4 separate regions of the Sus scrofa genome follow, and regions 2, 3 and 4 are each linked to region 1. The links are chromatin contacts, called in public Hi-C and HiChIP or PLAC-seq maps. All regions are on one chromosome and are shown on one strand. Each heading gives the region's core, a stretch centred on a gene start, on an enhancer-like site or on the middle of the called end of the contact. The rest is flanking DNA. Distances are from core to core; before and after follow the strand shown.

Region 1 (7,548 bases), core at 3,701-6,200:
CATAGAATTATGCTGAAAAAAGCCAATCCCCCCCAAAGTAGGTACTGTATGAATCCACGTGTGTAACACTCTTGAAATAATAATACATAAAAATGGAGAAGAAACTAGTGAGTGTCATGGGTTAAGGATATGACTATATAAGGGCAACATAAGGGATCATGTGCTAATGGAAATGTCCTATGTCTTGACTGTATCACTGTCAATATCTTGATTATCACATGGTACTACAGTTTTGCAAAGATGTTACCATTAATAGAAACTGGGTGAAGGGTACATGGGTTCTTTACTATTTTTACAACTACACTGCTTCTACAATTACCTCAAAATTTAAAAAAAATTAAAAAAAAAAAAAGCTCAGACTTTGGGACAAAGCTAGGTGATGCTGGGCAAGTCACTTCCCTTCTCTTAGGGCTAAAAGGATTAAATTAAGAGAGCAATGTCTAAGCATAGTGCCCGGCACAGGTAAGCGCACAACCGATGGCTATTAAAATGGTAATCAAGAGTTATGTCAGCAGGGATGGAGAAGTGTACAGAAAAAAAAAAAAATGATGGTGCCAATGGGTTTTGGTGGAAGATTAGACTTGGGATGGTGGTTAGCAAGGAGTCAAGGACGCCACCCAAGTTTCTCGCAGAGCAAGTGGATGTTCAATGGCATCGTCTACTGAGCAGATGTGGGATGAGGAAGAGAAGAATAAAGAGGAGTTTAACTCTGGGTGTGGTGGGTTTGTGATGACGGGGAGACAGTCAAGTAGAGATGGCCAGCTAAAAACTGCATTTGCAAGTCTGGAGTTCCGAACACATCTCTGAGATGGAAATTTAACTCGGTAGTGACAGCATCCAAATGACAACTGAAGCCAGGAGAATAGACAGGATCTCCACGGAGGAGAAAAGAGCCCAGAGCATAGCCACCGTATCTAAAAAGGAGCTTCAACCTTTAAGAATTGGATAAAGAGGGTCAGTTTGGCAAAGAAAATTTGAAACGACCAAAAAAGGAGAAAAGTCAGGCATACATGGTATCATTCAAGACTAGAGGAAGGTGCTTCAAGAAAGAGTGAGTGGTCCATTATGATCAAGCAGTGAAGAAATAAAATAAGGAATGAAAACGACACCTCTGAATTTAGTGACACCTGGGCGACACTGGTGCCTTTCTGAGAATAGCTTTGGTGAAACGGCAAAGTAGGTTTCAGACTGGAGCCCACTGAGAAGGAGGCAGCAGAAATGGAGACAGTATTCGCAGTCACGAAAAAGTTTAGCCCAAAGAAAAAGAGAAAGCACAGTGAGAAGGAAGGGGTCTGACAATGAGGGAGAATTTTATTAAAAAGGAAGGATGTTTAAACACTGATGGAAAGGAAGCGGTGGAGGGAAAAGTTGAAGATTCATGGCAGAAAGGGGAAGAAGGCCCTAAATGGGCAGGAGAGAACATGTTCCAGAGCACAGCGTGCAGAGTTAGCCCAGTGATAAGGGGCACCTCATCCACTCTACGAATTCCAAAGAAAAACGAAATGAACCACACAAACTTGGGAATGTGGTTGCAGTGTGTGCAGATAGCTATCCCAAATAGCTTCATTTTCTTTGTGAAGGAGAAGGCAAGGTCATCCACTAAGACTGAACGGGTGGATGAACTTTTTTTTGGATTAACTTTTATTATCACTATCTAATCCAGTGCCAGGGACACAAATATCTAATTTAAAAAGCTTATTTAACAAATAAAATGAAAACAAGCAGTTTCTTAAATTCAGTTCTTTACAATCAATACACAACTTTCTCCAGGTTAACCACCAGGGGGCAGTGCTGCCACCAATCTTTTCCCCTAAATCTTCTAACCCAGAGAAAATAGAAAATTATAGGGCAGTAAATGTCATAAAATACGTTTTCCTCAAGAAGACACAGCTTCACCTTTTTATACATGTACATGTGTGTGTGTTCACCCACGTGCAGAGCATGCACATACTCATATACCCGCATATTCTGGCGTGACGGGAGGGCTGTTCCTTCTGCCAGCCTCCCACCGCAACCTTACTATGATGCCCCGGGGGCAATACTCACCATTTCCAGAGGTCACTTTCTGTAATCCCTCCAGAGCACACAGTAAATACTGAATAGACCTTTTACTCTTTCTTCTAATCAATAAATTGGAAAAGACACTGATTTCTTAGACACAGAATTCCCTAAAGCTAATCCTGCTAACATTTGCCATAGCTTCTTTCAAGTTATTTTTTCACCCCGACACCTACCTCCGCCTCAAATTAGAGGCAGGTTTTTAAATTAATTTTAAGCAGGTGTAATCTATTTCATAAGCTGCTTTCCCCCTTATTTCAGATGCTTGATACATTCTTACAATGAAGATTTATCAATCTCTAATACCACATGGCCATTATATATAGCAGAATAAGCAGCCATTGGGGGGCGGGGGGTGTTTTGCAACGGGGTTAGGAAATACTTCTTTCCTAGTTTGGGCCTGATGACCTTGGGCCTCTGCTGAACAGAGGGAGCTGGAAGAGTTCTAACTTAAAGCAAGACATTCTCAAGACCCTCAAAGAAAAGAAGATGCCAGGGAAGACTGTTCCCCAAGAGTTCAGGATCAAACAAATCAGCTCAGGTTCAACTAAGGGAACTGAACTTCCACAGGAGGGGCAATTTCCAATCATACCAATGACTCTAGCCTAAGAAAAGCTGCTGCTAGTTTGGTCTTATGGGATAAAGCTGCGAGGGGGGTGGGAAAAGGCTGAGGTCATCTTATGACTGCAGGGTGTCAAGTACTTCAAATGGGGGGAAAGGTGCTTGACCCTAAAGCCTCCACACTTGGTTATTTTGAGCTAAAGTTGCTTGGGAACGAAAATACCCATGAAGTGGACCATAAAGAGTCTAGGTGATTGAGCTGAAGCAGTCCTCAGTCAATGTAGATACAGTGGCAAACTGTTTCAGAAACGAAGTTTCAAGGTTGTTTAGGATGGGGTTCTAATTTAACAACTAAGAACATATTTTTATTGGATGCTTTATTCCACTGGCCAGGATGGTATGACACTTTAACTGATGGTTTTCAGAAGCTCTTTGGGGCCAAAGGATTTTGGTTTGGTTTTATATTCGTAAAAATACTAATAGCAAATTACTCTTCCTTAACCTCCCAATAGAAAGATTCACTTTTCCGAATGAACCCATAGAACCCTCCAGAGAAGTTTCTTAGTAATCAGAGTTCTTTGGCTACACAGACATCTCTGAAAATGAGCTTTAAAACCAAGATGAACACCTCATTGTCTCACCCCTACTATATTTAAAATCTATGTCTACTTTCAAATGTCATGCGCTAAATCCTTAGGTTTTCCCCCCAGCAAACGATCTAAATAAGAGCCTGATTTCATTTACATACACACTGGCTCGCTCTCCCCAACAACAACACTTCCTTTGAAAAACAGAATGTCACTTCCTCAATCCAGAGGCCAGAAGTCCCTCGGTTCTGATCTGGGGAGCCAAGACAGGAAACTCTGGTAAGCTTCTGCCTCTCCCCTCATGGAAAGCCACTGGTGCAGCTGACAGAGGGCAGGGTCTATTCCGAGCTCCCCTGATGCACTGCAGCTGGAAGGCAACAGCTCACTTCCAGGCTGTGGGAATGATCCCAGAGAGCCCGGCACCACGAGTCGGTTTAACAAGGACATATCAAAGGAAGGGACGAGGAGAGGGTGGCAAACTGGGACACCTTTTAGCTACCTTGCTTGCGTTTCCAGACTCAGGCGAACAGCCCAGGACTGATTTCAGCCAAATCTCAGGGACTGGCCCCATCTCGTACTCTGACCCCACCAAGCAGGACATCTTCAGGTGGAAGGGGAAAAAAAAGCCAGACCTCCTCACCGCTCCCACCGGGCTGTACCACCTTCCCCACGATACTGCCAGCCTCTCACCGAGAAGGGAGAGGCTGCCCCAGCAATTTCAGTAAACACGTCGCTTAGCACCACCTGGCAACTGAGAACCTTGATCTCTCCCGACCCCAGACGCCGAGGACCGCACAACACAAAACCCGGGCCAGTTGTAGCCGACCAAACTGCAGTGTCACTATCGTGGGGTGGTTGGGGAGGGGAGGAACGGGGGGATCCATGTGAGAGACAGACAGAATAAAGGGAAAGAAGGGGGACAAACAAATGAGTCACTTAATACAAGGGCTGCACATGCCGCTGACGCTGCCCGTGATGCAGAGGCTGTGGACTGGAAGGAAGCAGGCGGCCACCGGGAGGGGCGGGCAGAGAAAGGCAAGGGGGAAAGGGTGTGAGGCGCCTCGCCCTTTGTGGGGCCAGGCGGCGGGGCCCCGTAGCCTACGCCCCCCTTTCCTACTCGCTCCCCCAAGCCCGCGGGCTGAAGCCGCTCGGGGTTACTACGGTCCCCCGGCCCCGGGAATCAACTCTTTCCGGCTCCGAAAACAATCAATACAAACTTCAATAGTGCCTTTAGTTTGCAGGGAGGCTGGCTAGGGAGGCGCCGCCGCCGCGCCCGCCCCGCGGAGAGGGAGCCGCAGCCTCAACCTGGCCGGCCGCCCGCCCCGCCCCTCGGCGGCGCACCTGTGACAGGTGTGCAGGTACCCCGCACAGCCCCGAGCCGCCCCGAGGCCCGCCCTCCCCGCCGGCGCCGGCCCCCCGGAGCCCGCAGCCCTCCCGCAGGCCGCAGGGCGCCCCCCGCCCGCGCCCTCGGCGGCCGCACCCGCTCTCGCCCGCACTCACATAGCGCCTCAACTTCTTCTCGGGGGGCGATTTCCTCAGCCAGCCCGTGCACACCACGTCGCCGCCGCCGCTCATGCTGCCGGCCGCCTGGAGCCCGCCGCGGGGTCGACGGACAAGGGCGCGGGCGCGGGCGGCTGGGTCAGTCGGCCGGCGGTGCGCAGCTCGCGGGGGAGGGAGGGCCGGGGCAGCCGGCGGCCGCGGGGCGAGGACGAGCGGCGCGGCGCGGGCCCGGCCGCCTGCGCGCTCCCGCTCTCCCCGCGCGCGCCGGCGCGCTCTCCCGGCGGGGCCGCGGCGGGGGCCCCGGCAGGAAGGGCGGCGCGCTCGCCACGCCCACAGCCCGCCGCGCCCCCGGGCGGGCTGTCTTCAAAGACGCAAACAGCGCCTGGCGTCTTCGGTTCCCAGAGGCCCGAGGCTCGCGAGGAGGCCGGCCGCACCCCCCCGGGTCTGGCTTTTTTCTCCCCCCGCCCTGAAGCCTCGAGGGGGCAGCGGGGGCGGCGGCCGCGCCCCTGGTGGGAATGGAGGTGGGGCGATGGGAAGGGACTGCGCGGCCTCGATCGCGAATCGATTTTTCACAGAGGGTCGTCGGGAAGAGACCCAAGGGCTGCTCCCGCTTCCTATCCTTCCCTGAGTTTCAGGTTTCAGTGGGTCAGGTTCTGGCTGAAATTAGTGATGCGCTTCCCAGCAAGAGTTCCATTAACTCTCTCGCCCCCTTGATGGGCGAAGGAAAGACGGAAACTACTGGGTGCTGGGCCCTTTGATAATCCTTGCTTAGATGACTGTCAGAGATCTACAACTTGGGCGGTGTTATTCCCATTTCACAGACAGCCTAAGGTCCCCAAGCCGGTGCAGTGCAGTCCGGTTTCTAATTCTGGGGGCGGGGGCAGGTGGGGGGGGTCCTGCTCTTCTGCTATTTAAGGTGGTAGAATTGTTTAACGTCTGCAGATGAACTTGGGGTCCTCTTATTACCAAGAAAGTCCAGCTGGCTCCCCCCTTGCCTCTGGGAAAAAGCAATTCAATAGAAAATTCTAGGGATTTGCAGAGTCAAGGAAGCCAAAGTGAGTCAATGTTCTATTTCATAGTGAATTGTAAGGCAAGGTGAAATTGGGGTCAAAATTCCCCGGACCTTCAACTCATTGACACAGGTTATGAGAACTCTCTGGAGCGCATATGACACAGCTACCTCTCTTACTGCGTTGCAGTGAGGTTTATTTAACTAAGATCGAACACGTGGACGCACACACCTGACAAACCCAGCACTTCAGGTGGAGAGGAGAGGGGAAAAAAACAAAGCCAAAACCCCAGAAACCTTTGGTAGGGGCTCTTTTCAAGTCAGAAAATGTCTTTACAAGCAGCATTAAAAGGTAGGTCCTCAAAAAGAATGACATATATGTACGACTGAGTCACTTTGCTGTACAGCAGAAACTGACACAACATTGAAAATCAACTATACTTTAATAAAACACAAAAAATTAAAAGGTAGGTCCTCCCCCAACTTCTTTGAAAAGTGGGTAGTAACCCACTACATCAATAGGGAAGCGCTGCAGGCAGATGAGTAGAACCAGCAGCATCTTGCACTCCCCATGACAAATTGAAGGCCACTTTGATCATTTCTCTATCTCCGGGCAGCAAAGCTATTGTTTTCAAGTAGTTGGACATCCTTCTGATTTATAGACCTTGGGTGGGTTGGGGAAAGCTCAACCCTGTCAGTTTGTAAAAGCTAATTCTTTATCGAATGCTTAACTCTTCTAAGCACTCTGGGGGGGTTTGGAGATCAGCAACTCTGGACCTAATATTTCACTTTCTTCACTATCCAGTGTGCTGCTGGATTGCATGTAAATCCAGAACAATCAGGCTACAGCTGGGATCAGAGCTCCTTAGCCTTCCAACTGAGGGATCCTTAAGCCTCATACAAGGACTACCACCAGAATTGTAGCCATTTTAACCTCTGGCTTTAAGTACCTTAAAACCCTGTGAGACAAATATCAAAATACTCAAAGCCTGCCAAATCAATCAGGAGGCGGTGACTCCCAACAAAAATAAAGCAATCTTCTGACTTCATTCACATCTGAGTCATGATGCCAAGTCTCAGGGATTGCGGAGTCTGAGAAATCTGCATGGTTTGTTCACAGCCGAGGTGTGTGACGCAAGTCAGGCATACACAGGCCCTATTTTTCCCTAGAAATGCAGTCTTCTATTACGTATCTTTTAATAGTTAGATGATTCCAGATAGACTGGGGGACTATTCAGCAACGGTTAGTTGGGAGTGGGGCTGCACTGCTGCCAGAAATTCTTTAGGGTCTTATTTTGTCTAGCAAAGTCCCCCCCCCCATGTTGTTATTTACAATTCCATGTGGAAACAGAAATTTGATGTTTTCAGGCCAATGACAGGAGGGGACTTGAAATAGTACAGTTACATAGTATCAGCTTCAGAAGTCTTCTCTGAACATACCCCTCCAAGAAGCGGCTCTTCTTGGTGCTCTCCCCATCTCCCAACCTTTTCCAGTACTAAGCGGCCAGCACAGACTGTACAAGGGAGGGGGGAATGCTGCTGAGGTCCCTGGCTGCACCTCCCTGTGGCTCAGTCTTCTGAGACTGAGGTTCGTGCAAGGCCTGGAAACAGCCTTTGGACAGAACGTTCCTGTCTGGACCTTTACTAAGTCCTCTCCATTCCCTGGTTGTTGTTGTTGTTGTTGTTGTTTTAAATAATGCTCCCTGATTTTCACTGGGGAAAAATGGAACACAAATTGAGTGATTTATTTATGCGAAGATCGGCGCCATCTATCGGAACCAGTTGGGACGACAGCTTTCTCCCCTCCCTCCCAAAGGACATGCATCACTAGTC
Region 2 (7,548 bases), core at 2,832-5,331, 360 kb before region 1:
ACGTTTTAAAAGATAATATCCAAAAAAAACAAAAGAAGTAACATATAGAAGCTGGCGATGCAAACCTGAAATTCAAACACATCCCAAAGAAAGCAAAAATCAGTCATGCGTATTAAAAAAAAATCTCATTTTTATATTTCAGATATATATTTCTTCCAATATTGCTAAAAAAAAAAAAAAAAAAAAAAGGGTTTTGAATATGGGTATTTTGAACAAACAGTCTTGACCTGGGGACATCTCCCTAAGGTGATCTAGCAATTAAGAAGAGCAACAGAAATCTACAAATATAAATATCAATAGAACCCAAGGTTTTTAAAATTTAGGTTTTATAAGTTTCTTCAAAGAACAGTGTGGATAAGTACAAAAACTTGAATGGTAGACTGAGAACAAAAATAAAAGTTTTTCTTTTTTAATAAGTTAACTTTAGGGAGTTCCCGTCCTGGCTCAGTGATTAATGAATCTGACTAGGAACCATGAGGTTGCGGGTTCGATCCCTGGCCTTGCTCAGTGGGTTAAGGATCTGGTGTTGCCCTGAGCTGTGGTATAGGTCACAGACGCGGCTAGGATCCCAAGTTGCTGTGGCTCTGGCGTAGGCCAGTGGCTACAGCTCTGATTGGACCCCTAGCCTGGGAACCTCCATATGCCGCAGGAGAGGCCCTAAAAAAGAAAAAAAGACAAAAACAAAAACAAAAAACAAAAGTTAACTTCAGACATATCCCGGAACATGTTCAGGACATGATACGCAGAGATAAAGCCTTCTACAAATAATCTAAAAGCAATTTGGTTTGTCTCCATATACCGATTTATTTGCATATCTAGTGGTTACTAAAACAGTGCATTATACTACAAATATATCTCGATTCTCTTTTGTATCTTCCAAATTTTGTAATTTTGCGTGTATTACCTATTCAAAAAATGTCTTTAGAAAAATCGGCTGGAGTTCCCGTCGTGGTACAGCAGAAAAGAATCCGACTGGGAACCATGAGGTTGCAGATTCAATCCCTGGCCTCAGTCAGTAGCCTGAGGATCTGGAGATGCTGTCAGCTGTTAGCTGTGGTGTAGGTCACAGATGAGATGCCAATCCTGCGTTGGTGTGGCATAGGCCAGAAGCTGTGGCTCCGACTGATTCTCGGAACCTCCATATGCCACGCGTGTGGCCCCAGAAACCAAAAAAAAAAAAATCAGCCTACTGGAGTTCTTTTGTGGCGAAGTGGGTTAAGGATCCAACATTGTCACTGCAGTGGTTTGGGTCACTGCTGCGGGGCAGGTTCCTGGCCCAGGAGTTTCCACTATACTTTAATTTAAAAAAAATCCAACTGAAAAAAGTTTGTTTAGTATTGCTGGGTATGGTGTGCATATCAGGAGTATCAGAAGATGAAGGTGGAAGACCTACACCACAGCTCACAGCAACACCAGATCCTTAACCCACTGAGTGAGGCCAGGGATCAAACCTTCATCCTCATGGACGCTAGTCATGCTGAGCCATGGTGGGAACTCCTAAATCCTGTCAATTCTATCTTATAAATACTTCCTTTCCTCACTTGAGGGAATTTATGCTCAGCTACACTAACTGGTCTCCTTTTATCTCATTTTCCACTCCACACTGATCCCAGCTTTTACCGTTTTTAAGAGGAATTTTTTTTTTGTCACCACAGCTCACGGCAGCGCCAGATCCTTAACCCACTGAGCAAGGCCAGGGATCGAACCCGCAACCTCAAGGTTCCTAGTCGGATTCGTTAACCACTGAGCCACGACGGGAACTCCAAGAGGAATTTTTACTAAAATACAAACCTAGCCTGTCAGCCTCTTCTTCAGTTATGGCCATCAGGATCCTAAATTCCTGTATACAACCTCCTAGGCCTAGAAACCGCTGCATGCCATGGGCATGGCCAAAACAAACAAACCAATGAGGTGAGATTAAGTGGCACATACTTCAAGTTTAGCCAACCCTTTCTTCCTCTGGAACAGTATCTCTCCAATCTGCTTTCTTCCAAAGCACACTCTGCCCACCCACTTCTATTAGAACACTGTGTGTCACACCTAGATCCACACCTGTTTATCCGATATATCCAATGTGTAATACTGCCTGGCACAGAGAAAGCTCAATAAAGGCTGAACAACTATATGGTACATCATTTGCGTAACGAGAGCTAAGGAAAGGGAAACTTGTTTAGCACCTTCTGTGTGCCAGGTCATTTACCTACAGAATTTCCCATAATTCTCTCCACACAAACAAAATGCAAAGAAGAATTATCCTTATTTTACAGATGAGGAAACTGGCTCAGACCAAGCAACTTGCCCAAGGTGACAGTGGAGCAAGGTCATTTAGTTTCAAAGTGGACCTCTTTCCATGACACCAAGCAACAGGCTTGGGCAAGTATGGAGTGGTGATACATCCAGCACAGATGGAATTTCAAGTCTATGTGAGCACCAGAAATGCTGATATGGTGGGCTTACAGACAGCTGGAAGGCAAAAGAGGCAAAAGCGGGGTGATTCCTGGTTGCTTGAACCACTGTATAAGCTTTCTTCCTAAATGGGCTCCTTTGACTCCAATCAGTTCCTGACAAAGCTGACCTTTTATTTATGCTTTTTTTTTAGGGGTGCACCTGTGGCATATGGAAGTTCCCATGCTAGGGGTCGAATTGGAGCTGGAGCCACAGCCACAGCAACTTGGGATCTGAGCCAAGTCTGTGACCTACCCCCACAGCTCACAGCAATGCCAGATCCCTGGCCCACTGAGAGGAATCAAATCCGCATCTTCATGGATACTAGTCAGATTCATTTCCGCTGCATCACAACGGGAACTCCCAAGCTGACCTTTTAAAACACATGTCTGATGCCTGCACTTTCCCTCACAGCTCTCAAAAGCATGTAAGGTTCCTGTATGCCTAGAGAACAAACTGCCATGATCTACCTAAATCTTTGTTGCCTTATCACCCTACTCACTCATCTTCCCCTCATTCACTCCCACTGGCCTCTCATGGGCCTGGAAGGCTCTAAGTATCTGTCAAAATAAATATCAAAGCTGAGTTCAAAGACACCTTCTACAGTTTCCCTCTTTTCTCTTCTGCAGCCCTTAGTACAGCTACTGTGTTACCTACTACCAGTGTTGATCTCTGGCAGGTGGCCACTGACCTATAGGAAATACAACCCAGTGGTTTAGAGCCTCCTACTCTATGTGAGGTCTCCAGACCAGCAGCATCTGAGAGAATGTGAACATCAAAACTGTCGCCAGATCTAAGGAATCTGAATCCGCATTTGAACAAGACCCCCAAGTTATCAGTATGCACACTAAATCTGAGAAGTGTTGGTTCTGAATAGAGACTCTGAGGTTTGAAAACAGAACGCGCCACATGACCTTGGGCAAGCTGCTTTAACCCCTCTCAGGCTCTGTTTCCCCACTGTGGATAATCCCCCCTCCCCCAAGGTGTTGGAAGACTAAATGCTATAATGCACGCAGTGTTAGTAGTGCACTGCACAGACTGATCACCCATTTTTGCACACCCCACAGCGCAGAGAGGGGAGCAGGGAGTTCACACCTGGTCCTTACAGACTCACTGTGAGGTCGTGGTTTGCATTGCACCCTCGGTTGGACCTGAAGTGCAATGACGCTCTAGTCGGGCCCGATGCTGAGGAGCTGAGCGGGCACGCAAACCTCAGGAAGGCGAGGCGGGGCCTTTTAGGCGAAAGGCCCTGAAAAGCGAAGGCACCTCGCGCAGCCTGAGGTGGAGCCGGCCCTGAGCCCCGCGACCCCCACTCCTCCCATCCGATCCAGCCCGCGCAGCCCTCACCGGCCGACACCACTGGCCTCCGCCGGATCGCGTTATCAATCAGGCCGGAGCAGTAGCCCAAGAAGCCCATGTAGACGAGCCGCGGGTCGGTTAGCTTGGGCGGCGGCAGGCTCCGGGCCTCATTCGGAAGGAACTGTAAGGGCACTCGGCCCGGCCGTCCGCTCATCATGGTCATGCCGTTCCCACTTGAGGCCTGGTTTCAGGCCGCCAACTACAAAGAAAAGCACCACGACCACTGCAGGAGCCCAAGCCACAAGCCTTCTCCTCCGAGCGCGGGGCTGAAGGGCATCGCGCAGGGCGGTGCGGCGCCCAAACGCTTCCCCGTGCGCGCTGCTACCGGAGCCGCGGAAGCGAGGTTCCGGGCTACTAAGTGGCCCACACTGTTCGCCTGACTCCCGGCGCTGACTCCACTGGTGGAGTTTTGGAGGCTTGGTTCCTGGGGTCGAGATGCCAAGCAAAACGAGCCCCCCCCACACCCCTTTTCTCTCTCTCTCTCTCAACCTCCCAATCGCAATTGCCTCTCCTTCCCCGAATGTTCCTTCAGCAAGAATTTATTTTTGCATATGACATTAACAAATGCGTTTGATGGTTAGTTTTAAGAAACGTAATTAATTACATTTTTATAAAAGCTAGTTTTCACTTTTTGGGTTTCCCATCGTTCATTCGCACAGACACACCTTTCAAAATCTAAAATTAACGTCCAGTCAGCCATAAAGAATTCACAGAAGTCAAGACTGGGTCATGTAGCCAAAATCGAAATTTAGCCTGGGTCTTCAGGTCCTTGCCCGTGGCTGGGAGACGAGCTATTTCCTAAAGGTTTGAGGAGTGAAAAAAAAAAAAAAAAAAGAAGGAATCCATAACAATCTGTCAAGTAATTGTCCAGTCTCCACTAGCCCGCCTCCAATACTGAAGCACTCAGATCTCTGAATAGCTCTCTGTCTAGACAGCGTTTCCTAACAAGGAGCTAAAATGTCTTTTCTTGTCTATTCTTTAGCGGGATCAACATTTTATCTAGAGAAATATTCGTTAAACCAGAGGTTCATGCAAAGTTATATGCATCAGGTATTGACCTTCAAAGTGGAAGAATATATCAATTAATAAAAGATGGGTCTTTTATGCCTACAAAAAGCACTTCTAGATCTGTGTATATTTCAAGTTAGGGTTTTCTAAAGGAATGTATATTGGAACAGTTTTCTGGAAGGCAGCAAATGTTCCAGAGGTCAAAATTCGCTTTTTGACCCAGTAATTACATGTCTGAGGAGCTCTCTTGCGTAAATACTAGTATAATATACAAAAAGTTTTATTGTGCAATCTTTTTTTTTGGCATGCCTGCAGCATATGGAAGTTTCCAGGCCAGGGGCTGAATCTGGGCCACAGGGGTGACTGGGATTCCTAACCCACTGTACCACAAGAGAGATCCCTGCAGTCTTTTTTTTTTTTTTTAACTAAATGTTTCTTTTAAAATTATATCAAAAGAATGAAAACCACCAAAAATCTATTTCAGGATTATGCAAATTTTCCAGCACTAGATGAACCACTAGGCAAACACAAATATTCCAGTGAGGTTTACACATTTTTTTAGTATTTCTGCTGCTGAAGCGTGCACCTTCTGTTCATTTTTCTTTCTTTCTGTCTGTCTTTTTAGGGCTGCACCCCCGCCATATGGAGGTTCCCAGGCTACAGGTCATATTGGAGCGATAGCTGCTGGCCTATGCCACAGCCATGCCAGATCTGAGCCGTGTCTGCAACCTACACCACAGCTCATGGCAACACTGGATCCTTAACCCACTGAGCGAGGCCAGGGATTGAACCTGCATCCTCATGGATACTAGTCAGATTCATTTCCGCTGAGCCATGATGGGAACTCTTGTCCATTTTTTGATTGGGCTGTTTTATTGTTGAGTTGTATGAACTGTGTGTGTATTCTGGAGATTAAGCCTTTGTTAGTCACTTCTATGTGTACTGATAATAGAACGAACTTCAAAATATACTAAGAAAAGAAGTAAGAATGTAACAGTAGGTATAATTTGTGTGTATAGAGATATTTGTGTGTGGACAGAATACCTCTGCTGTCTCTGGAAAGATACACAAGATATTGATAGCAATGGGTGCCTCTTGGTAGAGGAGTTGGGTGGCTGGGGACTTTCTGAATCTTTCTCCATGTACATGAAAATATAACTAAGAAAACACTGTTTTCCTCTACTTGACATAAAATAAAGTTCAATTCTTTACAATGGCCTAAAAGACCCTGCATGACTTGGGCCCTGCCTACTTCTCCCACTTCAACTACTCTACTTCTTGGCTCTTACAAATCACTAGCCGAGAGAATATAAATTCTTTTCTTTTTTTCTTTCTTTTTCTTTTTAGGGCTGTATCCACAGCATATATATGTTCCCAGGCTAAGGGTCGAATCAGAGCTACAGCTGCTGGCCAACACCACAGCCACAGCAACTCAGGATCCCAGCCACATCTGCCACCTACACCACAGCTCATAGCAACACCAGATCCTTATCCCACTAAGAGAGTCCAGGGGTCGAACCTGCATCCTCATGGATACTAGTTGGGTTCGTTAACCACTGGGCCATGAAGGGAACTCCTAGAATATAAATTCTCAAGTGCAGTACATTTCCCGTTGTGGCACAGTGGAACTGAATCTGACTAGTATCCATGAGGATGCAGGTTCGATCCCTGGCCTTGCTCAGTGGTTTGGGGATTCAGTGTTGCTGTGAGCTGTGGTGTAGGTCACCGACAAAACTTGGATCCCGAGTTTCTATGGCTGTGGTGTAGGTCGATAGATGTAGCTCTGATTCGACCCCTAGCCTGGGAACTTCCCTATGCCGAGGGTGCAGCCCCAAAAAGAAAAAAAAAAAAAATTCTTGCAGGAATATGTCTTTCTTGTTCTTTTTTTGATCTCTAGCATCTAGCACAGTGCATAATGCTCAACAGAATTCAGTGAATATTTTCTGAAGCAATAATGAATTTGCCTTTCAAAGTTTTAGGAAGGATTAGAAAAGGTCGCGTCTAGCATCCTACTTGGCATAGAGGAGGCTCTCAACAGAGAGGGTCGCAATGTGGGACTGCTTCTTTGTGTATCACTTGAAAGGCTCTCATACATGGGAATAGAAGCTCATTATATATTGCTCTGCAAACTAACTGGTAAAATGAGAGGAAGAAAAATATTAATTCACCATTAAATGCCCTAAAAGACAGCTGCCCAGAGAGGGGCTGCTTTCTGAGGTGGTGAATAACTCCCCACTGCCTTCATTCAGGAAAACCGTAAAAAATAAATCTGCTCTCTGTGCTCTTCTGAGAGCCTCTAGGAGTCTAGGATTCTGTACATAGGTATATTATGGGTCCCGTCTTTTTGTTTTTTTTTTTTTCTTTTCTTTCTTCTGCAGCCACACTTGTGACATATGCAAGTTCCCAGGCCAGGAACGGAATCTGAGCCGCAGTCACGATCTATGCCGCAACGGTGGCAAAGCTGGAGCCTTAACCCACGGCACCATAGCGGGGACTCCTGGGTCCTGTCTTTTTCATTATTGTTCATTGGTTTTATTTCTGAAACAAAGAGGAACAGAAACCACTGCTCATTGACGCATTCTGCAAGGATTAACGTGCTGCAGTTGCTGACCGACAGTACACTCTGTGCTCCAGACAGAGGAAATAAAGGCGATTAACAGGATGTCAGACCAGCCCCTTACGCTTAGAGGTATATTTTATGAAGAATGTTCATGAACCCAGATTCTTGCATCTTCC
Region 3 (7,548 bases), core at 3,183-5,682, 320 kb before region 1:
AGGCCAGGGATCAAACCCGCAACCTCATGGTTCTTAGTTGGATTCGTTTCTGATGCGCCATGACAGGAACTCCCTAAAATTATGCTTTTTAAATGGACCAACACCCCTTACATAATCTCACTATCCTATAAAGACACAAACAGGTATTACATAATCCTGAAACACTTCACTTACCTGGAGGTCAGACCTCCTTCTGGAAAAGCATGGGACTCTACTAAGTGAAAAGGGTCTCTGAGTTATCTAGAGAGCCGACCAGAGCCCATACTTTTTCTTATGGGAAGCCCTGAGGCTATTTTGCTCAGAGGTGATGGATTCTTGTTCACAAACAATTCCAATAAGATTAATTATCTTGAAAAAGCCTCACATACAAGATGCTTCATTCAGGGCCTGTGTTTCCTTATTGATTTTCTGTCTGGATGATCTGTCCATTGCTGTAAGTGGGGTGTTAACCTCACATACAAGATGGATCTTCAGGAATGACCAAGAGTTCATCAGACAGAGAAGGTGGGAAAAGGCCCCTGCCCTGCCTTTCCAATGTCTCCAAATTCTGTTTACTGGTCCCCCTCTCACTATATATAAATCTATCCAAGCATCTCCCCTATAGGGGAGGAAATTTTTTTGCCTTCTATCATCCTAGGTTCTGTGGCTGGTCTAAGAATTACACTGACATAAGCCAGAATACCAGGAGGAAAAAAATCCTCCATTTTAATTACTACTTATGTATGGGAGCCCAAAGGATCTAAGATGAGACGAAAAAGGTGACCAGATGATTGAAGCTCATCTACCATCCTGAGAGCTCAGGAAAGTGGCTGGGGGCTGGGGCTTCAAATTGGTGGAAAGCAACTTTTGGCAAGGTGAAAAAGAAATGTTTGGCAAGCAAAGGTTGCTCTGACTTGCAGGTAAATCTCTCAGGTAAAAAATGATCTCTGGTAATAGCTACCTTCTAGGTTCAGCCCCCACTGTAAAGTAAATTTCCCTTAGAAGTAACTTTTACTATTTTCAGAGCTTCTCCTGTGTCTGCAGTTCCTCAAAATAAAAAGTTCCCCCAAATCCTTATGCCAAAGAGGCATATTTTGGGGTGGCATATTCTGCTACCCTTCATTCCTCTTTTGCAGAAGTTCTCCTGTTTGCTCACTGCTGTACTTCCCCCTCCACATCTTGCACGGCGCCTGATACGCGGATGGGCTCAATACATTCTTGTTGAATTAACCACTCACCAGTCAACAATGAGTTCCTGATTTACACTTTCATACATTCCCACAGTGACAACTCTGTTGTGAGTTTCCTAGCCAACCCCCATCATACTTCTTTCATGGGTTCCCATAAATATCCATCAAATAAATGTTGATATTCCTTTAGATTCAGTTCTTGGTCTTTCTTCTTCTTTTTTTTTAATGCAGCTTACTCTGCTCTGGACAACCTTATTCACATTCATTCCTTCCACTATCAACCATGTAACAACGACTCTGAAATCACAATATATAACCTTGGTCTCTTTCCTGAGTTCTAGAGAGACATCCTCAACTTCTTGCTGACTAAATCACCTGAATTTCCGATAGATTTCTCAAAATCACATTCACACCTGATCTTAATAACTAGCAATTCAATTTTTAGGTATATACTTGTAAGGGAGCAAAATCTGGCCACCCAAAATGTGTCCCCTGGCTTAAGGATTGACTTAAGCTGATTATTTTGAAGAAACAGAAGACTCAGTAAGTTTTTCTTTTTACTTCCCTCTTAGTTGTCTAAATGTTCATATAAAAGGCTTGGTCCTGGAATGGAGCGATCACCAGAGTTACCTGCAAAGAATATGGGCTGGGTGTGGCGGCGGAAACTCATCAGAACCTAGAGATCAGACTCCACTCTGTGCCCCACTATCTCTGCATGGCCCAGCAAACATCTGTTTACCCAACATTTGCTTTTCCAACTTTATATGAATTGTCTTCCTATCTTTTGAAGTCCCCAAAACTACCACCTTCAACATTCTCTTCTGTCTTTAGCAGAAGATGCTATTTATGGTGAGGGTGTCAGTTACTTGGTAAGTTGCTCTGTTTTCCTGGGTCTCTCCCATATACATGTTATTAAACTTTTGCTTGATTTTTCTCGTGTTAATCTGTCTCATGTCAACTTAATTCTTAGACCGGCCAGAAAAATCTGGATAGAGAGGTGGAGGAAAATTTCTTCCTCCCCAACATTCTCAATAGAAATGCATACATAATATGTTGCACCAAAAACATGTACTGGGTGTGTCTTCAGGCCTCCAACGATATGTCTGAGACCTTTCCAGATACCCAATCTAAATTAAGTCGCCCTTGTCAGTCCCCTTATAGGATCCCATTCTTCCCCTTCATGACACTTAACACAAGCATTGTTATGTAATTACATATTTATGTAGATTTGCTCCCTTACTAAACTATACCCTTAAAGGGTTAGGGATCGTTGCTATTTTGTTCTCTCCTCCAGCACCTGGCCATTGTACCGGGTTCATAATAAAGCAGTTAGTAAACATTTTGGTGAATATTTTTGCTTTTATCCTGTAGCTCCCTCTTATTTCCTGTTTGAGAAGCAAAGCATTAGCTATAACTCTATATATTCTTTTATTTATTTATTTTTTGGCCACACCTGCAGCATGTGGAAGTTCCTGGGCCAGGGTAAACCCCGGGCCGCAGACGCGACCTGTGCCACAGCTGCACCAACATCAGATCCTTAACCCACTGTGCCACAAGGGAACTTCAAATTATGTACATTCTTAATCCTGGACCAAGAGCAGTATTCAACCCTGAAGACACATTTCTAGGCTGACGAAAGTAAAGCAAGGAAAATCACATATGCACAATTTAAAAAAAAATCCCTTTCATTCTGATGTGAAAGGAATATTCTACATTTTAGAAGGATTTTTCCAGTTTGCTTTTAAAAGGAAAGATGTTTCTTACTTGTTTTCAGTTCTAAGAAAGTTGAATTTACCGATCCCTTCTTTTCCCAACTCCCTATAAATCATTTTGCTGAACCTACATACACAATTCATGCTTACATACATAACAGTTCATGCTTACATACATAACAAGAGATGAGCAAGAACTTGAACCAAAGGATACTAAACTTTAAACTGGGAAGGGGAGTTGGGAGACCCATAGGTAAGGGAGAAAAGGAATAAGGGGAAAAGTCAAGGGAGAAGAATTAGGATAAACAGAAGGTGGAAGCTTGTTTTTTGTTGTTGTTTTTTTGCTTTTTAGGGCTGCACCCGCGGCATATGGAAGTTCCCAGACTAGGGGTCAAATCGGAGGTGCAGCTGCCTGCCTACACCACAGTCACGTGGGATCTGAGCCGGCTGCAACCTACACCACAGCTCACAGCAACGCTGGATCCCCAACCCAGTGAGCGAGGCCAGAAATCGAACCCACATCCTCATGAATACTAGTCAGATTCAGCCGCAGCCGGGAACTCCGGAAGACAATATGAATAACATTAATAAATACCGAGTCCCCACTGCATACACATTACCACTTGGTGGTTGTTTCCTAATGGGTTTCCATGCCTTCAGTCTTGGTTCTGCATCCACTGTCACACAGCGGTCTAACCTTGTGTGTCTTGGCCACTGGCTACCTCATCCTATGCAACTCTTCTTCTCCCTTAACTGCTGTTCACCCACAATGGTCACTTTCTGTTCCTAGAATGCTCTGAGTTCCTTCCCATTACAGGGCGTTTACGCTTACTCTTTCCTCAACCTGAACTGCTCTTCTCATAGCTGATGCTGTTTCATCCTTTGGAGTTCAACTCAAACATCACCTCCTAAAAGAGGCGAGTAAAGCGTTGCCCAGTAGTCACTCTACGTCTTTCACAGACCTCATCTCGTTCTGAAACTCCTGTTTGTCTAACGTCCCCACCAACTACACCGAGGGTAAGGACCGGATACGCCTTTCTCAAATGTCTCTCCAAGTCTCAGAACAGTGCCTAGCAGAGGAGGTAGCTGATGAATACGGTACTGGATGAATGAAAGCGGGAGGCCGGAGTTGTTCATCTGCATATTAAAGATGAGGACCTTGGAACCCGGAAACATTAGACAGTGCCAGCCCTGACTCCAGCCATCCAGGGCTACGATCTAGTGCTCTGGTGAAATAATAATCAAAGGGCGGAGGGGGAAGCATAGCAAAGGCAGAGCAGCGACTACACAACTTCAAGTTCCTTTTCCTCCCCTCACCCAGGGGCATCCACGCTCCTTTCTCCCGCCCTGACCGACCGCGGGGCCTCCCCGCCCAGCCCCTGGCCGTGCGGGTCCCTTACTAGGTGGGGATGAGAAGGCACTTGAGCAGTGTCACCCCGAGCGCCAAAGCCGAAAACCAATTGCCACCACCAGTCGCACTTCTGAGCGCCGCCATTGCTACGGCGCCATTCGCTTTCAATCAACTTGACACGCCCCCTGCTGCCGCGCATGCGGGGACAGCGCTGGGAGGCGGCAGCCTGGCGCCGCGCGCATGCGCCCAGCCGCTCAGCCGCTCCGCCCGCGGGAGGCGGGAGCTGAGGCGTTTAAACCTCCCGCCCTCGGTCCTCTCACCGCCCCGCCTCCTTCCCGCCGGAGAGGTCTTCCCTGAGTCTGCGCGGTTTCTACGGCGACAAGTTAAGTTTCACGTGCCGCTTTTTTTTTGGTTCGGAAAGTTTCTTGGCGTTTTCCCTGGGCGTCGCTTTTGCTTGTTGTTGGGGTACCTCGGTGGGAGAAAACTGTATTTTCTAGAGACTTTCGGGTACTAACGGAGGGGTCAGAATTGTAATCCCGGAGTAACAGTAGGTAAAAAGTACCTGAGAATACTAGAGGCGCCTAGCATGGCCCCCTGAACCGGAGTATTAGCTCCAGGTGGAGAGTGGCGCGAGCAGAGATAGAGGTGAAAACTGTGCGCTTCTAGAACTCGGAGATAGGCTCTGTTGCACCACCTGCCTGGGGGAACCCACTGTGGAGGCAGCGCTTCTCACACTTCGTGTGCAGGTCACTTGGGGATCTTTTTAAAATTCGCATTCCCCTAGTTTTCCTTTTTGTAAGTAGGAAATAGAACTGGGGTCTGCTTCAGAGAGTGGTTGTGAGGATTAAATGAAGATGCTTGTAAATTGCTTGATACGATGTCAGGACCGAATAAATGTTCAGTACATGCTTCAGAGAAGTTAAAACCTTGCTGAACGATGAACAGCAGGTGGGAGACACTGTCCCTCTCCTCTTGGGGGTTTAGGCCTGCTTACAACTTCAGATGTCACCCACGTGAATGTGACACTCAAATTTATATCTCGAGCCCAAGCCCTGTCACCTCCAGACCCTTGTATCTAGCTGCCCACTCACCCTCTCTTAGATGTTTTAAAGGCACTTTGCATTAGTTCCCTAGGCTGCTGTAACAAATTACCACAATCTAAAAGCACAAGTTTAAAACAACACAAGTGTATTCTCTTACAGTTCTGGAGAGCAGAAGTCTAAAATCATCTCACCAGGCTAACAGTTGGTTCCTTCTGGAGGTTCTGAGGGGAGAATCTCTTTTCCTTTTCCGCTGTTAGAAGTGGACTGCATTCTTTGGCCCTTTCCTGGCATCACTCTAAATAACCTCTTGCTTCTGTTGTCACATCTGTTACTTTTCTAGAATCAAATCTCCCTTGCTTCCCTCTTATAAGGAGACCTGTGAGTGCATCTAGAGCCCACCTGGATAATCCAAGATAATCTCCCCATCTCCGAATATTTAACTTAATCACATCTGCAAAGTCCTTTTTGCCATAGAAGGTAATATTCACAGGTTCCAGGGTTTAGGACACAAATACCTTTGGAGGCTGTTGTTCAGTGTACCACACACCTCAAACTCAGAATGTCCAAAACTGAATTTATGAACTTTCAGTAGTATCCATTCAGGAAATAGCACCGACCATTTAAGCTGTTCAGCTCCTCTGGCCCATACTTGAAAACTCACTGTGAATTTACTAACTCAATACTCACTCCCAATCCCCTTCTCCCTTTTCTGTTTCCTCTAAAGAGTCTAGAAAAGTTAAATAGTTGATCTTAACTGGCAGCTAGGTATGCCTTAATGACACAGTTCTGTCTAGTAGGACTTAAAGCAGGAGTCTGCTGAGGGGAGGGTTTCTGGGAAAGGCTTTCCTTTCCTGATGAAAGAGACAGTGGCCCCTTTTTTCATTCTTCCTGCCTTGGACTTGGTCATGAGGCATGGAGCTGGACTCGGCTGTGAGGAAAAGGCACATCATGCTAGCCTTGACATCACTGAGCTGCTGAACAAATCCCTCCTACTCCCAGAATTCTTTCTTTCTTTTTTTTTTTTTTTTTTTTTTTTTTTTTTGCTTTTTAGGGCCACACCTGCGGCAGGTGGAGGTTCCCAGGCTAGGGGTCGAATCTGGGCTACAGCTGCTGGCCTATACCACAGCCACAGCAACGCAGGATCTGAACCATGTCTGTGACGAACAGCGCACTCACAGAAACGCCAGATCCTTAACCCACTGAGCGAGGCCAGGGATTGAACCCGCAACCTCGTGGTTCCTAGTTGGACTCATTTCTGACGGGAACTCTCAGAATTCTTATATCTTTGGGAATTTCTTGTTATTTGGGGAAACACACATACACCGTCTTTATGTGTTTGAGCCAGTGTTGGTCAGATCGTCTGCTTCTGCCTCCTAAACTGTTTCTAATGGCTATTGCCAAGTCCTGTCAGTTTGACTTCATTGATCCTCTCCGTTCATCTACTCTTCATACCCCCCGTATTCTTCACTTTAGCTTGACTCGCTTTCAGCTTCAGCTACATGCCATGTTACCTCCTGTCACTGCACCTTTACATATTCTTTCCCTCTATTTGAGATGTTCTTCCTTCTTCCTGGTTAAAAAAAAAAATTTAACTGGGTGAATCTTAAAAGATCTGATTGGCTTTATTCAGTGATTTTGAAATGGAGTTTTAACTAAAGAACAACCCCCCTTGGCTAAGAAGGCAGCTACAAGCCTTTCCAGCTGTGCTCATCACTATGCCACCCTTCTTGTAATAATGTAACAACTGTGTGCCCTCTATCCAAGCCAGCAGCCCTGCTAATCAGGTACCCAGCATTGCTTATCAGTTCTGCTTCTGTAACCTTGCTGGCTCAGTTTCTTAGGGAGGAACACTGTCTGCTTGGGGATGGGGGAGGTCCGGGATGCTTACATGGGAAAATCAAGACCTTGTAGTGTATAAAAGTTACTGAGAACAAAGACCTGGTGCTCAGACTCTGGAGGTGACTCCTCTGAGCCCGCACCGGTGCTGAATAAACCTTGCTTTTCCATATCTCCGAGTGCTGTTTGTCTCCTTCCGTTGCCACGGTTTTTGCGGTTTCCGCAACAATTTATGACTCAAGCAGCTTCCAATGTAGCAGATAAAAAGGAACTCTGAAGAGCAGTACAAAAAAATAAGACTTAGGTGTTCCATGGTGGTCTAGTGGTTAAGGATCTGGCATGGTCACTGCTGTGGTGCAGGTTCAATCCCTGGCCCAGGAACTTTCACATGCTGTGGGTGTGACAAACAAACAAAAAAAGAAGACGACGACTTTTAT
Region 4 (7,548 bases), core at 2,453-4,952, 270 kb before region 1:
AGGAGTGAGAAAGACACATACAAGAAAAAGTTATTCTATAACAAAGAACAGCAGCTAATAAATATAGAAAGAATGACTTAACTAAAAATTACCATTTTTCAGCCTTCAGTGTTGCAATTCAGGCAAGGATGATCAAGGGATGTGGAGTAAAAGGTTATCTGGGACAGATCATTCCAAAAGTTCAAAGCGTCGCAGACTACTTATTAGTTACAAAAGGGAAAATTTAACCTTTTATGGAGAGATCAAGCTGCCATGATATTAACCAACAATCAGACTTAGCATTCATGGATAGTAGGATTCTGATATCATATGCCTCTTAATATGATGCAAGAAGTCCACAATTGCCAGGAAAAAAAAAAAATGAGGCTGAACCTAATTACTGATAACAATCTGTTTAAACAGGTAGAGGGGCTCTGTTTAGATTGAGTTGCTTAAAGTGATAATTAAATACAATGCATGAATCTTGACTGCATCTGATTTTAAAAGAAAGACTACATGAGATGTTTTGGCAGTTAAGAGAAATTTAGATAATACTAAAGTTCTTGCTAATTCTCTAAGGCATGATATGGTCTTAGGGTTACATTGCAGAATGTTGTAATTAAGAGATACATACTGAAGAATTTAGGGGCCAAATGTCGAGATCTCTGTAACTTTTCAAAAGCTTAGCAAAAAGTGTGCATGGGTAAGAGCAAAATCAGCAATGTGAGTTGGTGCCTCTGGATGGAAGGCTATTCGTTAAGCTTTTCTGTAGGCTTGAAAATTCTAAACCTATTTTTATTTGGAAGGAAGGGGAAAGAAAAGAACACTTCCCTCCTGGGACCATAAATGTAAAGTACCAGTCAAAGTGCCGGCCCCAATAAAGAGCCAGATTCCATAAATATTAGATGTTATTACTACTACTACGAAGCATTAACATCTCATAAGCCTCTTCTCCTGATGTCTCAGTGCTTTGGAAGATGAGGAAGCCAACCCGGGCTAAACTAAAATAGCCCACAGTTGGTGGGAGGGTTAGAATTTAACACCAAGTAATCTTTCTACAAAGACCTACCACCTGCAGAAACCACAACTAGGCCTGCCTGTCTTCATGCCAGGATCCAGGCTGGGAAAAGGCTGTTCAGGTCTTGAACCCAGAGCCTCTGCTACTATGGGAGCAAAGAAGCTGCTTCCGTGGCTCACCAAGAATGGTCACAGAGAGGGGCCACTTCTGGGTCTCCCAGAGGTACATGGGCAGAAAGAACTGGTGGGGCTTTATGGGGGAGAGGAAAGTGCATGGATGGGCTCTGGCCTCCCCTCGGCCTGTACTTGACTGGGGCTCGGACGCTTTATTAGCTGTGTGGCCCTAGGCCTGTTCTTGGGCAAATGATGGCAATCATAACGACAACAAAAGCAGGAATAATAAAGGCTGACATTTATTGAGCAGTTACTATTGTGCTGGGCACTTTACGCCTGTTAATCTCCTGGATGAAGTAGTGCTATGACCCCTACTTTACAGACCAACCACACCAGACCCTCTCCTATCTCTGCAGTTTGCCCTCTGCCATCCCTCTGGCTGCGCTGAGGAAAATCCCATTCATCTGCCAGGCCCCTCAGCTGCAAGCCCTTCCTTTCTTCTCTGCACCCCCAGAGCATTTTATTCTCACCCCTTAACAAGGCTCACTTTCCTTAAGTAGATGGGTAGTGGACACCTCGTTAGGGCTGGGATCTCCCATCTGTATCGTCAGAAGCAGGCAGAGTAAGGGAATGAGAAGAAATTTCTTCCCCATACAGTCAGATCCATTTTCCTAGTGCCAAACTGTCATCTACTAATAGGGAGGTGTATCACCCTCTCCTGAATTTTTAAAACTTTTAATTTTGAAACAGTCTCCTGGATTTTCAGTTTGGAATCTGAGGCACAGGGCAAGGTTCAGGTAACTACCTGGAAGTAAATAAGTGACAATGCTCAGAGTGAGAAATTCATCTCCCAATAAACTGGACCAACCTTCCCGCCTTACTCAGCCCACCAGGATTAAGACTGGCTCTCAGTCCTGGGAACTATGTGGGGGGCACTGTCCTTCACCTCTCCTTGCTGGCCTCCCTCTCTAGCCAACAGTTTTTAGCCTTTTTTGCCCAGTTCATATAAGAAGCTCACAAGCTGCTCTATTACCCCTACACCCCAGAGAGAAAAGGTGCTTCCCAGGCTCCTCCTTGAGGAGTTGTCCAGCAGGCAAAAGTGGGCTGGAGCAGAGAAGCCACTTGACCTGGCTTGCACAGCAAAGTACTCCCTCTTCTGGGGTAGACTCCCATTCGTCACCATTCCCCATTCTCTTCCAGAATTTTCCTTCATCCTCTTGCCTCACTCTCAGGCTTCATCTTGGGGTTTTCCTCAAGCACAAGAACCTCATTTCAAACACTCTCTTCCTTATGCTCTTCCTGCTCCTCACAATAATAATTTATAAACAAATGATTTTCAAATCCATCTCATCTCACCTTCACAATAACCACAGGAGGGTTGCCTTCCAGGTTGGTATTCTGAAAGGCTGAGGAAGCCAGTCCTGTTACACAGCTTGCTGAGGGCAGGATGCTGACACTTCTGTCTGTTCCTTGGCTTTCACTACAGATTAAACCCCTACCTCGCTGCACTGCAGTGAAAAAAAGGTCTTTGGAGTAAGGAGTCTTGGGTGGTTTGGGGCAAGTTCACTTCTCTGAGCATGTTCCTCATCTGTAAACAGGTATGGTGACACCTTTACAGGGTGTGAACTGAATGAGATCGTAAGTGTGACGCACTGAGTACAAGGGATGAATGAGCTTTTTATTTCTAGTCATGGGTAAAGAAGGTTTTCCGTGCATCCACAGGCATTTACCCATTTGGGCACCCTCTTGCCCAAACCGTTTCAGCGCTGCTGACAAGAGCTGGGAGGGATCCTTTTCATCTTTACATCCCCGCCCCTCCCTCCCAATGCTCTTCGGCCCACTCCACCCAATCCAACCCACACTGGCCTCGTCGCTTTCTCAACACCCACTCCCCAGCTCCGCAGCCCCTTTCTCCCGTCTCGCGCAAGTTCCCCTACTTACCTAGACACTCCGCCCCTCCTTGCCCCACCCACTATGCTCCTCCCACAGTCTTAGCCCTCTCGATCCGGGCTTTTCCTAACATCATCTATCCATCCATCCATCCAGGCCCCTTCCACCAGCTCCGCCCCCTCTTTCCCAAAAACGCTCCCCCCTCCCCCCGCGCAGTCACAGGTGTTGCTATTCCCATTGGACAGATGAGAATGGCGAGGCCAGGGTAAGCTAGATGACCTCTCATGGTAGGACAAGTGCCCAGGTGGGCCCGCGTCCCCTCACCGGCTATCCCTGCGCCCCGAACCTCCGACCACGCCGCACCCACCTCCTGCCCTCGCTCTGCAACCTCCCCTCCGCGGGCGGCCAGCGCAGCTTTGCGAGGAGGGTGGAGGGCTGGAGCCCAGCCCAGGGGCGTGTCGGCCCCTGGACCCGCGCGCTGCGATCCGGAACTTGTAGTTCTCCATGGGCTCTTTTGCGGTTCCGCCACGCAAGAGTGAACTCCATCTCCCAGGAAACATTGCAGTTAGGCGTCCAGCTCCCGCCCCGCCCCCGCCAGCGCTCAGGCCGGCTGGCCTTAAAGGGGACGCGGCTTGAGTGGCGGTTCGCGGGGTGGTCCCCGCTCCGGCTCCGCCCCGTTTCCCGCACCTCGCCCCTCCCCCCACTTCGCCCCGCAGCCTTGCAGCCCCGCGGCCGCGCGGTTGAGTCGAGCTGCCGTGGGACTGGCTTGTGCAGAGCTGGGTGGAGAGGCTGGGCTTTGCAGTGGAAGCAGCATCTTTGCCAGCTGGAACCTGGCAGAGGGCGTCCCCACTCCGGGGGAAGCAAAGGACCCGCCCTGACCTAGCCTGGCCCAGGCTGGTCCAGCCTGGCCTGAGCGCCCCGCCCGGGAGCCGGCTCTGAGGCAGGGACCACTGGGGTCCCAGAGGTAAGTGGGCTCAGGCATGTTTGCGGGTTGGGGGGAGGGAGTGTCTGCACCCTAATGGTTCAAGAGCCGGGATACGCGCCTAGGGCTCTTGAATTCCTAGTAGGGTGCTGGGAGGTGGGAGATCTGGGTGCATCCTGGGCCTGGCTGTGTGACCTTGGGCAAGTGGCTGCCCCTCTCTGGGCTTCAAGCTCGTTCTTTATCTATTGTGCATATAGGTGATCCTGCCCTCGCCCCCGCCCCTCTCAGGGCTGAGGGTACCCGCGCCCGGTATCTTGAAGCTACTCCCGCCTTTCAGGGGGTCCGCAGCCCCAGCCTGGGCTAGAAGCTAGTGCACTGGTGTAACTGGAGGAAGGGGTGGGGCCGAGCTGGGGTACAAACTGGGGGATCCAAGAGGCCGCCTCCACTTAGAATGGGTTTCTGCTATTCTCAGCATCCTCCGCTCCGGTGCAGCCCCCTATAATAACCCTCGCGAACAGAAGACCCTGGTTGTCAAACCGGTGCTCGCTCTTCCAGAAAGCCTGGGGTGGGGGTGGGGATGCGGCCATCAGAGGTATGTGAGGGGAGGCCCCCAGAGGGAGTATGTGCTCCCACCTTCTTCCCTTCTCTCTCCTCTGTTCTCTTTCGGTAAAAGACCAGTTACTTTTTCACTAGTGAGCCCCCCACCCCTTTTTATCTCAGGGCCTCCGGGTAGTAGGGCAAGAGGATCCTTCCCAGGGCCTGCCTTGGCTAGAGGTTCAGTTAGAAAATACAGAGAGAGATGCTGCTATCCAGAGACCTGGGGGCCCAGGGAAAGGGACAGCCTGGTCCCTTCACCCCGACCCAAGGGGGCTCTGGCACCCATGGGAGTGAGAGGAGGGAGCCTGGGTGTGAGCCTCGGGGAGGAAAGGGAATGGGCTCCTCAACGCTGGGGTTTGGAGGGGCTGCTGTGCTCTGGGGTATGGAGAGGTCGAGCGAGAACTTGAAGCCCCCTGCCCTGTCCCCTGAAATCCTGTGAGCTTTTGACCTGAGGGTTAACCAGGAACTGGTTGTTTTGTTTTGTTTTTTGTTGTCTTTTTTCTTCAGCTTTGGTTGTTTGTGCCATTTCTCGAATGGGTAACTCCTCCCTCAGGCCTGTCCAGTGACCTGTGTAGGGGCTTTCTTGGTTGATGTTTGAGACTCTCAGGGTTATAGAAAGGCAAGACCAGACCTGGGCGGTTGAGGGGGCACTGACGGGACCAAGGGTTAGGCAGGTCCTTGGAAGATGCTTTTCTGATCATATGCTTAGTTTTATCTTATCTTGCTGTCACATATCTCTCTGTTACTCGGCACTACTTCCTCTCTGTGCCTGGTCTTGTGCTGGGCAGTGGGCATAGATAGGGGATTGGGCCTACTTCCTACCAAAGGAGAGCCTGTCCTGGTGGAGGAGATGGACATAGAGTCAATCTGGTTATGCTGCCAAGGGATGAGAGAAGTGAAGAGGACCTTGGGAGACCAGAGCCCAGAGACTTGAGTTGCAGAGGGATTTGGAAAGGCTTCCCAGAGGAGGGGGCATGTGACCTGGGCATTGAAGGATGAGTCAGAATTTATCAGGAGAGAAAAGGGAGAAGCCATTTCCCACAGAGAAGGCGTCCCCAAAGGCATCAAGCAGGAAAAAGCCCACTGCCCAAATTCCTATAGATTCACTGCCAAATGGAGTTTGTCAAGTTTATCTCCAACCCTGCCCCACATTAGCTTAATGTCACAGAAAGGACTTGAATGTCAGGCTCGGGAGTTTGGACTTTATCCTGCAGGGGCTGGGGAGCCTTGAGGGTCCTGAGGAGGGGCATGGCCAGATGGAGTTTACTGTCTGAGGTTAACCTGATGATATTTGCGGGGTGGGTTGGAGAGACCAGGCAGGGGATAGGATGAGCTGGTGCCTGGCCAGGGGATGGGTGTGGGGGGGTAAGGCAGGGCACTGGAGTTGTAAACACACACACACACACACACACATACACACGGTGCTTTGAGGGTGATGGAGATTGAAGATTAGTCGGGCTCTACTGTGCAGGAACAGAGACTTGTCAGTACACAATTGACAGAGGGACAGATAAAGGGATCTGGGCCTTCCAGGGAGGGCTCATGATTTTCTTGTGTGTTTGCTGTGTGCCCTGGAGTGGGCTGGGTATTGCTGGCACTCCCAGGCTGTCATGTCAGCAGTGAGAGATACAAGCCAATGACGTGAGCAGGAGCGGCCACCCCGGCTGGGAAAGGCTAAGGTGGTCATTTCCCGTTCTGAGGATCAGAGGCCCTGAGAGTGGAAAAGCACCAGCCTTGATGGCTGTGGACATGGTGGGGGGTAGTAGCTGGACTAGATTCGAAGCCTGGACTCTGTGCTCCTGCAGAACATGTGCCTCTAGTGGAAGATGGATTGAGGAAGGGAAAGAGGAGATTGGTTAAGAGGCTACTGCACTAGTCCAGGCAAGAGGTAGAGAGGAACTGATCTTGGGTGGGGCTGGAGCTCAGGGAGAGAGTGGAAATGCTGAATTGGCAGCAAGGGATAATGGGTGAAATTCCTTGTAGAATCGAGTAGATCAGGAGTATGTGTCTCCTTGTCTCGTTCCCTGACAGTGTTTGTTTTGCCTCTTAGTGCCACATGTCCCAAGAATAGACTCTTACTTAGTTTTATCTGTTATCTAGCCCTTATTTTTTTTATGTCTTGTCTCAACCACTTACTGGTAGGCTCAGAATGGTTCCCATTTTCCAGGTGAGCAGGCTGAGGAGTCCTGGCAGAGACTCATCCAAGGTCACCTGGTCAACCTGGGTCACCAGAGAACCTGGGTCTTCTGCTTTTTTTTTATTATTATTACTCAAATGAATTGATCATATCTGTAGTTATATAATGATCACAGCAATCCAATGTCACAGGATTTCCATCCCATTGGGTCTTCTGCTTCAATGCAGGTTCTTCTGAGGGAGGACATGGCTGCTGTTTGCTGCTGCATTTGGCGTGGGGCAGCTGTCTCTTGGGTCAGAGCCAGCATGGACAGGCCATATCCTCCTCCAGAGCCTAGAAGGAGGAGTAATCCACCCTCCCCCAAGGCAGTCTGCTTTCTCCTCCCCCAGAAAGGCTGAGGGCCAAGGCCGTGTCTCTCTCCCTTGTTGACCCCCAGCTTCCCCATCCGTGCCATGGGGAGAGAAGCCATTGTTCGGTGTCCCTTCTGTGGCCGGGGATGGGTCAGGTGAGATCCAGTCCTCTAAAAAACCTTTTGCATGAATGCATCCAAGATCTTACTGAGTCCCATGGTTGGTGACCATGGTGACAGCTGACCTCAGACTGCCTGCATGGGAGTGGGGGTGGGTAGGCACGGCTTGCCAGAGTGGTCAGGCCACACAGACTGCCCAGAGGCTGCAGGGCTGGCCTCAGAGATGAGAACCCTCACAGAATGGCTTCACTGACCGAGCTCCGAGCTGCCGTTAGCACAGACGATCTTAGGTGGTAGGTATCAGGTAGAATGATAGGAAATTGCCAGCCTCTGTTCCCTCACTTGGATTTGGTTCAACGTGATATCAATTATATCCGTTTTACAGAAAAGAGGCTCACGAGATAATGTGCTCAAGGTCACACA

The links. Hi-C and Micro-C count contacts between places; a contact is called where the count stands out from the background. HiChIP or PLAC-seq counts read pairs in DNA pulled down with a chosen protein or histone mark.
Region 2: a contact with region 1 is called in an H3K27ac HiChIP or PLAC-seq map of alveolar macrophages. The contact joins the promoter of NDUFC2 here to the promoter of GAB2 in region 1. A contact is called at or near these places in 1 of 5 promoter capture datasets (fetal liver) and 2 of 2 datasets of contacts at active chromatin or transcription factors (alveolar macrophages and skeletal muscle).
Region 3: an H3K27ac HiChIP or PLAC-seq map of alveolar macrophages shows a contact between it and region 1. The contact joins the promoter of ALG8 here to the promoter of GAB2 in region 1. A contact is called at or near these places in 1 of 47 Hi-C or Micro-C datasets (heart right ventricle) and 1 of 2 datasets of contacts at active chromatin or transcription factors (alveolar macrophages).
Region 4: a Hi-C map of liver shows a contact between it and region 1, with 4 times the contacts expected there. The contact joins the promoter of USP35 here to the promoter of GAB2 in region 1. A contact is called at or near these places in 6 of 47 Hi-C or Micro-C datasets (fetal heart ventricle, heart right ventricle, liver and 2 more) and 2 of 2 datasets of contacts at active chromatin or transcription factors (alveolar macrophages and skeletal muscle).

What each region holds. Positions count from the first base shown.
Region 1 is chr9:12,846,473-12,854,020 of Sscrofa11.1, forward strand. GAB2 (GRB2-associated-binding protein 2) reads right to left here and starts at 4,951. Exons shown (of 11, transcript XR_002335549.1): 1 at 4,707-4,951.
Region 2 is chr9:12,488,426-12,495,973 of Sscrofa11.1, forward strand. NDUFC2 (NADH dehydrogenase (ubiquinone) 1, subcomplex unknown, 2, 14.5kDa) reads right to left here and starts at 4,082. Exons shown (of 3, transcript NM_001244743.1): 1 at 3,793-4,082; 2 at 1-65. The coding sequence starts at 3,967.
Region 3 is chr9:12,527,880-12,535,427 of Sscrofa11.1, forward strand. ALG8 (probable dolichyl pyrophosphate Glc1Man9GlcNAc2 alpha-1,3-glucosyltransferase) reads right to left here and starts at 4,433. Exons shown (of 12, transcript XM_013979181.2): 1 at 4,282-4,433. The coding sequence starts at 4,431.
Region 4 is chr9:12,582,326-12,589,873 of Sscrofa11.1, forward strand. USP35 (ubiquitin carboxyl-terminal hydrolase 35) reads left to right here and starts at 3,703. Exons shown (of 13, transcript XM_013979184.2): 1 at 3,703-3,964. It overlaps KCTD21 (BTB/POZ domain-containing protein KCTD21), which reads right to left and starts at 3,532. Exons shown (of 2, transcript XM_021062565.1): 1 at 3,368-3,532.